Linked DNA regions of Astyanax mexicanus: region 1 is linked to region 2. The links are chromatin contacts, called in public Hi-C maps. All regions are on one chromosome and are shown on one strand. Each heading gives the region's core, a stretch centred on a gene start, on an enhancer-like site or on the middle of the called end of the contact. The rest is flanking DNA. Distances are from core to core; before and after follow the strand shown. Region 1 holds the start of bcas3 (BCAS3 microtubule associated cell migration factor). Region 2 holds the start of tbx2b (T-box transcription factor 2b).

Region 1 (4,979 bases), core at 2,129-4,628, 510 kb after region 2:
GTTTTTTGCTTTAAGCACTTATACAGGGTAGCCCACACTTCTTTTTAATAACTACATTACTGTCATAATTTACTACAACTTCCTAAAGTTGAACATATAGAAAAGGAAAAGATATCAACATCTATTTAAAAGTACCCTGAAAAACACATAAAAAACATAGTCAGCACTACACAACCGTTCATACAAATTACATATACACACACGTTTGTGTGTGTGTGTGTGTATATATATATACACACACACACACATGTGACATATATATATATATATATATATATATATATATATATATATATATATATATATATATATCACATATAGATCATCCACACAACACTAACACAACCATAATACACCTATAACCATCCTATTCATACAGCACCTTTAACCAAATGTTTCTATATGCACACACACACGAATACACACAAACAAATGGCAGATACATATCTTTATTACTTCTGTTTCTTTATCTCATTATTTATTATCTCATTATTTCATATATCTCTCTATTCATTCCCACATTCAAAACAAAAAGCTTATTTCCTTCTTTATTTCTTTATTTGTTTTTGTAGCTTTTGTATTTTTGTATCTTTGTGTTGTTGTTCTTTTTCTTTTTTTTTTTTTTTTTGCTTTTTTCCTTCACACCCCCCCTCCTTTTTGCCTGTTATCTCCTTATAAGTTATCTCCTTATAATATGCACAATGACCACAGATACTACAAGAGTAGTGTGCCTCTAGCAGCAGAATTTGCTTTGGCTTGACTTTTATTTTAATTACTTTCTCAATAAAACAAAAGCTGAGTCAGATCTGACCTAATACAGAACCACTGCATTTAGTAAAGGACAGTGGTCGTTTCTGCATATTATAAGGAAAAAATTGTATGAGCAAAACAGGATAGAGGCAAAACAGGCAAATAGTACAAAACAACAACAAAAAGAAAGCAAAACAGCATAAAAAAAAAATAAATAAATGACTTTTAGGAATGAAAATATGACAACATCTAATCAGTACTATGTTTGTTTGTTTTGTTTTGTTTTTTGGTCACTGCAAAACTGTGGGTTAAGGATTTTAGGATTTTTGCTAGTTAACTAAATAACTAGTTAGCTAGTTAGCTACTTCAGTGAACAGTTATTTTGGTCCACTTTAAAAACAGCATGAAGCTAGTTAAGTTACCTAAGCTATCTATCATTCTTTTTCAACACATTTCATAATATACCTATTCACAGTTAAACATTATTTTAAACTATATTTTAATGCAGCAGAAAACAGATATAAACTCTTATCAGCTGTTTATATCTGTGCGGATTTTTGGAGTTCTGGCTCTCTCATTCAATCCTAAGAAACTAACCTATCTACTGAATGACTGGCTTTAAATGAACGAGACTATAGATATGCAATACCAACACATTGAAGTATTAGTTAGCTACCTAACCTAAGCAAAAATGTACTCCTTGCCATGAAATGCTTTTAAAGACAGTCTGCTCACACAATGATGCTTAAAATACTTAAAATAATTCATATTCTTTATCTAAGGAGAAAGAAGAAATATAAAATTAACTTTTAAATATAAATTGTAACTAACAAAGTACTTAGAAATGTAAAATAAAACTATAAAATATGAATTAACAGTGTAAGAAATACTACTCGCAGGTTGGTTAGCTTAGTTACTTATTGAGCTAGTTGGGTAAGTTAGCTACTTCAGTAAAAACAGTTATTGGTCCACTTTAAAACAGAATGAAGCTATAGTTACCTAAATAAGCTATCATTCTTCTTCAACACAATTCATAATTAAGTTATTCACAATTGAAAAACATTATTTAAAAGCATATTTTAGTGCAGCAGTAAAAACAGATATAAACTCTTATCAGCTGTTTATCTCCCTCAGACATTTCAGCATAGCTTAGCTTTAGCTAGTTAGCAATACCTCCTTAAACCATTGTGGACATAATACAGAAATAATTATATAAGCAAAATAACAGGCATACTGATATATAATATCTACAAAGTATAAGTAAGTATAAATTAGCTAATCTAATTAAAAATTTACTACTGTTCTAGCCATCAACACTATCATATCCTACTACTAGCAGGTGAATTAGTTAGTTCTTTGTCTATAGTGCAAGTTATTGTGTGTATTGTGTATATTGTGTAAACTGTAAGGTTAACTGTGTATATTGTTTTTTATTTTATTATTCTACTGTGTTGTAAATATTGTTCTCTGCATGCTAGTGGGAACCTGCTCACAAACTTTTTCATTTACCTGTACACCTGTATTTTGTGACGTTACAATAAATATATTTAATCTTGAATCTTATTTATCTTGCTAGTTAACTAAATAACTAGTTAGTTAGTTAGCTACTTCAGTGAACAGTTATTCTGGTCCACTTTAAAAACAGCATGAAGCTAGTTAAGTTACCTAAGCTAACTTATCATTCTTCTTCAACACATTTTATAATTAAGCTATTAAACTCTTATCAGCTGTTTTATCTCCCTCAGACATTTCAGCATAGCTTAGCTTTAGCTAGTTAGCAATACCTCCTTAAACCATTGTGCATATAATACAGAAATAATTATATAAGCAAAATAAGAGGCATACTGACTATTAATCTATAATATCAACACAGTATAAGTTCTAGCCATCCACACTATCAAATCCTACTACTAGCATGTGAATTAGTTAGCCGTTTGTCTATAGTGCAAGTTATTGTGTTTATTGTTATTGTGTGAGTTGTGTATACTGTAAGCTTAACTGTTTATTTTTTATTTTATTTTATTATTCTACTGTGTTGTAAATATTGTTCTCTGCATGCTAGTGGGAACCTGCTCACAACGTTTTCATTCACCTTTACACCTGTACTTTGTGAAGTGAAAATAAATATTATTTAGCTTGCTAGTTAACTAAATAACTAGTTAGCTAGTTAGCTACTTCAGTGAACAGTTATTTTGGTCTACTTTAAAAACAGCATGAAGCTAGTTAAGTTACCTAAGCTATCTATCATTCTTTTTCAACACATTTCATAATATACCTATTCACAGTTAAACATTATTTTAAACTATATTTTAATGCAGCAGAAAACAGATATAAACTCTTATCAGCTGTTTATCTCCCTCAGACATTTCATCATAGCTTAGCTTTAGCTGTTAGCGGCTAACTGTCCCTCTCTCTCAGACACACAGACCCAGCATTACTCTGAACACAGACAGTAATATCTGCAGACCCCGGACTCCCTCACACACACCGCTCCGCTCAAACAGCGGGAATAAAAACAATTTACACTCATATTTACACTCACCTGCAGCGCTGCGCCTCAATTCAGCTCTATAAACACAGATCTTCCCAAAACGCGACAACAACACCGCGCAGGCTACGTACAGCGGAAACAACAAACCTAAGAACCAATGGCAGCGCCGCGCCGCGGGCGACCGACCAATCACATCGCGCTGGAGGCGGTACAGCTTCCACGTTCAAAGCCAATCAGATTGAGTCAAGAGCTGCATCGTTTCTTTCAGTCACTTTGGAATAAACAATAAAGTTTAGAGGAATGTAACTATACACAGTGGATTGTCTTAAAAAAAATAAAATAAATAAAATAATAATAATAATAATAATAATAATAATAATAATAAATAAATAAATAGCATTATCATACAGACGCATGCATTTATTTAAATTATTTTTTTTATTTTAATTAATGTAATTGTTATATTGGATAAATACTCCCAAATGAATGACTAAGCACTTGCGTAAGAAAAAGCTCTGAATAAAAGCGTACATATGTAGTTAAATGTAATAGTAAACATCATATTTTTATTCTTTTGTAAAAGAAAAGGAAAATGCAGACCCTCTTTCGATATGTTTATTTGTGAAGTTGCTTATATATTTTTATTTTTTATATCTTTTATTACCATATATGGTAAAGCAATAAAATAAAAAATAAAAATATATTATTTGTCCTTTAAATGTATTTATTATGCTCCTTTGTCATATGCATGTGTATCACCTCTTATTCTTTAATTGAAAGTTGCATTAATCATGATGCACTTTAACCTTTTCTCCTTTTTTTAAAGCACTGATTTTTTCTCCATTTATACTGTAATTGGTGGTGATTAAAAGAAAAATATGTTTGTGTGTGTGGTGTGTGTACTGTGTGTGTGTGTGTAGGGGCAGTTCAGGTCACGTTGCACATATTTGGCCAAAGTAAATACAGTACATGTACCACAAGGGCTACAAAAATGCTGCAAAAAATTACTTTTTATTGTGTCATTTATTTTCATAATATGTAAATAAAGCAAGATTTAATTTTTAAAGCTGAGATTTAATTATTTGTCTATTTACAGTAAAGCTTGTGTGTTTGTTATATGGCCAAATATTAAACCTTGTGTTTTGCATGTGGTAATCAGTGTTGTGATAATCCAGTGTTGTGCTGAAACATTACTCTAATTTGACAACCTCACCATTCTACTGACTGTATTTTGCAGTCATATACATAAATATTATACTCTGTCAACATGCTCATGTGGGGCTAACGTGTGTGTAGTGTGCATTTTTTTTTACAGGGGCCTAGTAGAGCTTGAGTTGATTTCACGTAGGTCCCATCTAGAACCCCTGTTCATTAGTTGTTTTATGCTGTTCCCAGCTCCTAATCATAAAGCCCAGTTTCCCAGACAGGGATTAAGACTAGTCCTGAGCTAATATAGTGATTGAACTGAACATACCCATTATAGCCACAAGATGGAGCCAACACATAAAACATAAGGATACAGTAGAGCAATGTATTACAATATAACAGTATTTTTCTGCACTTTTTAGTGCATTTCCAAATGAAATATATGAAATATAAATATATAATAATATAATTATATATTGTTGTTTATTTTATAAACTATGGACAACATTTCTCCAAAAATATAAAATAAAAAATATTGTCATTTAGAGCATTTATTTGCAGAAAATGAGAAATGTCTGAAATAAGGAAAAAA
Region 2 (4,582 bases), core at 2,016-4,515:
AAGTAGGTTCATAGATAATATAGAATGCATCATTTCCAAGAGTAAATAATCAATAATTAATATACAAGGAAAAAAATAAACAATCTGATCTTTAAGAGTTTAGTGCTTATAAAGCTTGTAAGGATATTAGAGTTTAGAACACATACGGCTAATTAAAGGTAACCGTGTTTAAGGATTGATTTTTGCTTTAGTTTGATAGTAGGAGTTCTCAGATAGGGCCTGTCGCTTAATGCTTTGCTAATCGATTGTGACTCAATGCCATAAAATTTACGATAGCGACAAGCCTAGTAGGCCCCTTAGGCATGGACCCCAATTAATATGAGCACTCACTGAAGGTGCAGTGGACTAGCGATCACAAGAAGATTTGGTCCATGCTAATGGTTAAAACACATTCACAAGCCGCATGATCAACAGAAACAGTTACAAAAATATCTGGGTAAATAATATAAACAAACCAATATGTTCCATGAATGGGCGAACAAAAGTCGCAAGAATAGCCACTTATACAAGGGAAAGCACAAAAAGGCAAATGCTAGTTTAAGTCAGGTTTAGCCAAGCGTCAGTCTGACAAATCTTGTCATTGCAAATAATTGTTTCCTCTTTAAAGCAAATGGTTGGTTACGTACCTTGTCATTTTGATAGGCAGTGACAGCAATGAATTCGGTCTCGGGAAACACATATGTCCTGAATGTGCTGTAGGGAAGTTTCAGAATATCGTTGGCCCTCACAATATGGAACCTAGGCTGGTATTTATGCATCGAGTTGAGTATAGTCTGAGAAAAACAAAAACAAAACAGATAGAGAGAGAAACGGAATTAGAAATGTTTTTGCATTTATTTCTGCAGCCTACATTTTACAAAACACAGAACACAAATTTTCCATTTAAGTGACCATAAATAAACAAACGTAAAAATCACATTATAATAAATAAATTATTACTTGGTTTACACGTCACATGACAGTGGGCCTGTTAAAGCAGTGCAATCAATCGGAAAGGCTTAAGTTGTGCAGGCCTAAACACGGCGGAACAGCCTTAAATATAACTAGGCTACAAGCAGCAACAACCATTACAACAAACAAACAAAAAACGTTTCAGATGTCAAATGCATGCCTGTAAAGTGTATATATATATTTATGCACCCTGTAGGATTTGTTTACGACGAAAGTAGCATGTTACTCCCAACTACACACACGCGGCTGAGCGCTGAACTTTTTTTTTTTTTACCAGCCACCATGTTTTAAAATGTCTATCATCGCTTGGAAAGCTTAATGCCTTCAGTGAGGACAACCTAATACAGTTTTCCCTCAAGGTTGCTTGAGAGTCTGGTTGTTTCATTATAGCGCGATTCCAGAACAATTCCGCTCTTCTGACCTGATTTCGGTCACTTTCCACCCTGAACCACGCAGTTCTTTGAGAATCTGCCATAAACCATATCCTACTGCAACTGAGTTCAAGAAAAACTCAGAATGAAGTGTTCACATTACTCAACCACTCTGACAATAATCGCATTATTCACAATTCCAAAGCGGAATAGTAGACGAACCGTGTGTGTGTGAATGGGGAAAACCCGAATTGTACATTGTAAATATTATATAATTGAGAATACAGGTCACTTGTATTACTATACTGGGGAAATCAATAGCAATATTGATGAACAAATAAATGAATAAATCTCTTAAAGCACCGCATAATTGTACCATGTCTTTTCAAAACATCTTTTGGAAAGAAAAGTAGCGGCAATGCAGTATAAACAGGCTACTTACAAATCCGTGCTTGTCCGAAATGTTGTTGGTCAGCTTGAGTTTATGAAATGCGACAGGCTTGGCCATCCACTGCTCTCCCGTGGCAGGGCTGTCCGGGTGGATGTACATGCGCTTAGGCATCTCCGGGTCGGCCTTGCCCGCCACCATCCAACGTGAATTGTGGAACTTATAGCGGCAGTCGTCGGCAGCGACGATGTCCATTAATAAAATATACTTGGCTTTTTTATCCAGTCCATTAATTCGGACCTTAAAGGGTGGAAACATCCTCCTGTATAGGTGAAAGGCGTGTGTTTATTAACGTTTGTCAAACATATTATTTTGTAGCAGCACATTATATTAAATTACATTAATAACTGTACAGAAACAAAAACATTTTTGTTAAAACAGTATTGTTGTATGATTCATAATTCTCACCAAAACGAGTTAGTCAGGTTCATACATTTTACATTTGTATACTTATTTACGAAAATAAAATAATATATTATATAAATATATATTCATAGAATTGTATATATTGAATGTAAATATTTAAGTGGCAGGTTTTCAACAAAAAACAAAATCTCCTCTTTCGAATAAAGCAATAAAGGCTGAAATACGCTTTTCTTCAGAGTTCAGAATTCAGAATGCAGAAAACTCCACTGCTTAGAATGTGTAGAATGTGTTCCCACAGGCCTGTGAAAACAATGCTAAATCGTTTTTTTTTTGTCCTAAAGAACTAAACCTATCACTTGTGTGTGATGTGACTTCCACGTTGCGTGTCCGTGTAGCGAACAGTAAAAGACCATACGGATGTCTGTGTGGACAACCTTCAAGTGCATAGTTTTTTTATACTCTCGCTTTATTGATTGATCGCATATACAGAAAAGCGTCTGAAAATGTTAAAAGCAGGAAAACGAGAAATATGGGAGGCAAAAAACGGAGATAAAACGGGGATATAGCGATGAATGTAGGGCCTAAAAAAAAACAAAAAACAAAAGCAAACGTTCCCAAGTAATTGTGTAAACTAAATGTTAAAGTGTGATCTCAGTATAAAAAGCGACATGAAATTACCTTCCAGATTTCGTAATAACCATTTCAGTTCCTAATTTGTGGAACTGGTCCCATAGATCCTTGGCTTCCAGTGTGACTTTCGGGTCGTCCTCCACCTCCTCCTCGGGCTCGAGGCTCTTAAGGCTGCGGAGGTGAGCCGCCTGATGGTGACTAAGCGCCGGGTGCAGTCCCGGCTCGGCGGCCCCGGCCAGCGCGTGTTCCGGGATGGGCTTGGTAAGCGCACCGGGAGGCAAAGCCAGCGCGGGGAAAAAGGAGGGCTGCGCGGCCGCCAGGAAGGCTGACATGGGGAAGTCGGTGGGCCGGTGAGCGTGGAAAGGGTGGTAAGCCATGGCAGTGCCTGAAAAGACTGGATCTCTCATCGGTGCATCCAAAACTCGCTGAGGGGAAACGGGATCGGGGGCTGAGCTGTTGTTTTTCCTCGCGTATTCCAGAGGAGCGGAGCAGGATCTCCGCTTTCGTCTTGCCGAACAGCAGCGGGAACGGGACCGAGAGCGCGGGGTAGTAGGCTGGTCCTATTTCTCTCGATCGCGTTGCAAAAAGGCGACGGAGGGACGTGGAAACGCGTGGAAAAGAAAGCAAAGGAGGAGTGGTGTTAGAGGAGACACTCCGAATACTACTACCAGTCAAAGTGAAGACATACGAGGATTGTACAGCAAATTTTAGGGTTTCCACTTTTTCCCTCCCTGCTGCTGCTGTCCTCCTCGTACCAAAAATGACCAAGACCCTTCTTTTCGATGCAGATTGGCCATCCGAACTCGAGCACCAGACCAAGACAACTCGCTCACATCCAACCTCTGTCCGAGTGCAACTGTCTCTCCCACGTCCTTCCTGCTTGGACTCCCAACTCTAATGAACCAAGCCCCCTTGATTGCTGATTTTACGCTTTCTGGACCAATTGTGGCTCTCTATAGGCGTGGTTTTGACAGCTCGGGCCAGGCCTGAGAAGGGGGGGTGGATGAAGGAGGTGAAGGGGAGGGGAGGAGGAGGGCGGACGGGAAAGGTGTCGGAAGCATTAGCAGTAAGAAAACATGTCAACAGAATAAAATATTAACCAATGACAGCGCGGCTCCAAGAGCTCCCACCCCCGCGTGGAGGAGGCCGGGCAGCGCGCGGAGGGTTGTTGAAGGCGGCGGACAGGACGGCCGCCTGCCCCGCGCTGTCTGATCCCCAAACCCTCACCTCCATATCTGCCACGGAGCTCGAGCACGAGAAGCCAAAAGAGCAAAGTGCGCTTTCTTTACTTTACTTTTCTTTTCTTTTCACCATGATGAAGTAAAAACACACATACACACAATACGACCCTCCGAGCGAACCAGCTAAAGCTTCAAACCGCTCGTGCACCACCAGCAGCGGATTCACTTCGCCAGCGGACGCGCGTGTTTACAAACACGTGAAATCGTCTCGAGCGCAGCCTATATGGTTATAAGATCACTATTAGATCACTGAAAACACTGCGGCGCTCCGTGTCTCCAGGGCTGGAGACTCAGAATAGACGACTTAATCTTTAATAAGTCTCGTTCGTCCAAATGATCAGACAATCATTTTGAAACGAGAATGTGATTCCTCCTGCAGAAGAGGAGGAGAAGAAGGAGGAGGACTAGAGGCAGAAGAACCCGGGAGCGACGCGGGGATGGAGCGGTGTTGGAGCGGTGTTGTTGGAGAGCAGCAGCGGGGTGGAGATCCACCAGCTGTGGGTGAGTTTATTCGTCTTTTTTAGGCTAACCTGAGCTAAACTGTTTGAAAGCATGGGTGGACCTCCTTGAAATAA

What was found. Hi-C and Micro-C count contacts between places; a contact is called where the count stands out from the background.
Region 1: a Hi-C map of muscle shows a contact between it and region 2, with 13 times the contacts expected there. The contact joins the promoter of bcas3 here to the promoter of tbx2b in region 2. A contact is called at or near these places in 2 of 3 Hi-C or Micro-C datasets (both in muscle).

Annotation. Positions count from the first base shown.
Region 1 is chr18:945,860-950,838 of AstMex3_surface, forward strand. It overlaps bcas3 (BCAS3 microtubule associated cell migration factor), which reads right to left and starts at 3,379. Exons shown (of 24, transcript XM_022675301.2): 1 at 3,293-3,379.
Region 2 is chr18:432,355-436,936 of AstMex3_surface, forward strand. It overlaps tbx2b (T-box transcription factor 2b), which reads right to left and starts at 3,266. Exons shown (of 7, transcript XM_007258875.4): 1 at 2,815-3,266; 2 at 1,765-2,032; 3 at 627-773. The coding sequence starts at 3,173. LOC111193726 (a long non-coding RNA gene) reads left to right here and starts at 3,853. Exons shown (of 2, transcript XR_002650656.2): 1 at 3,853-4,508.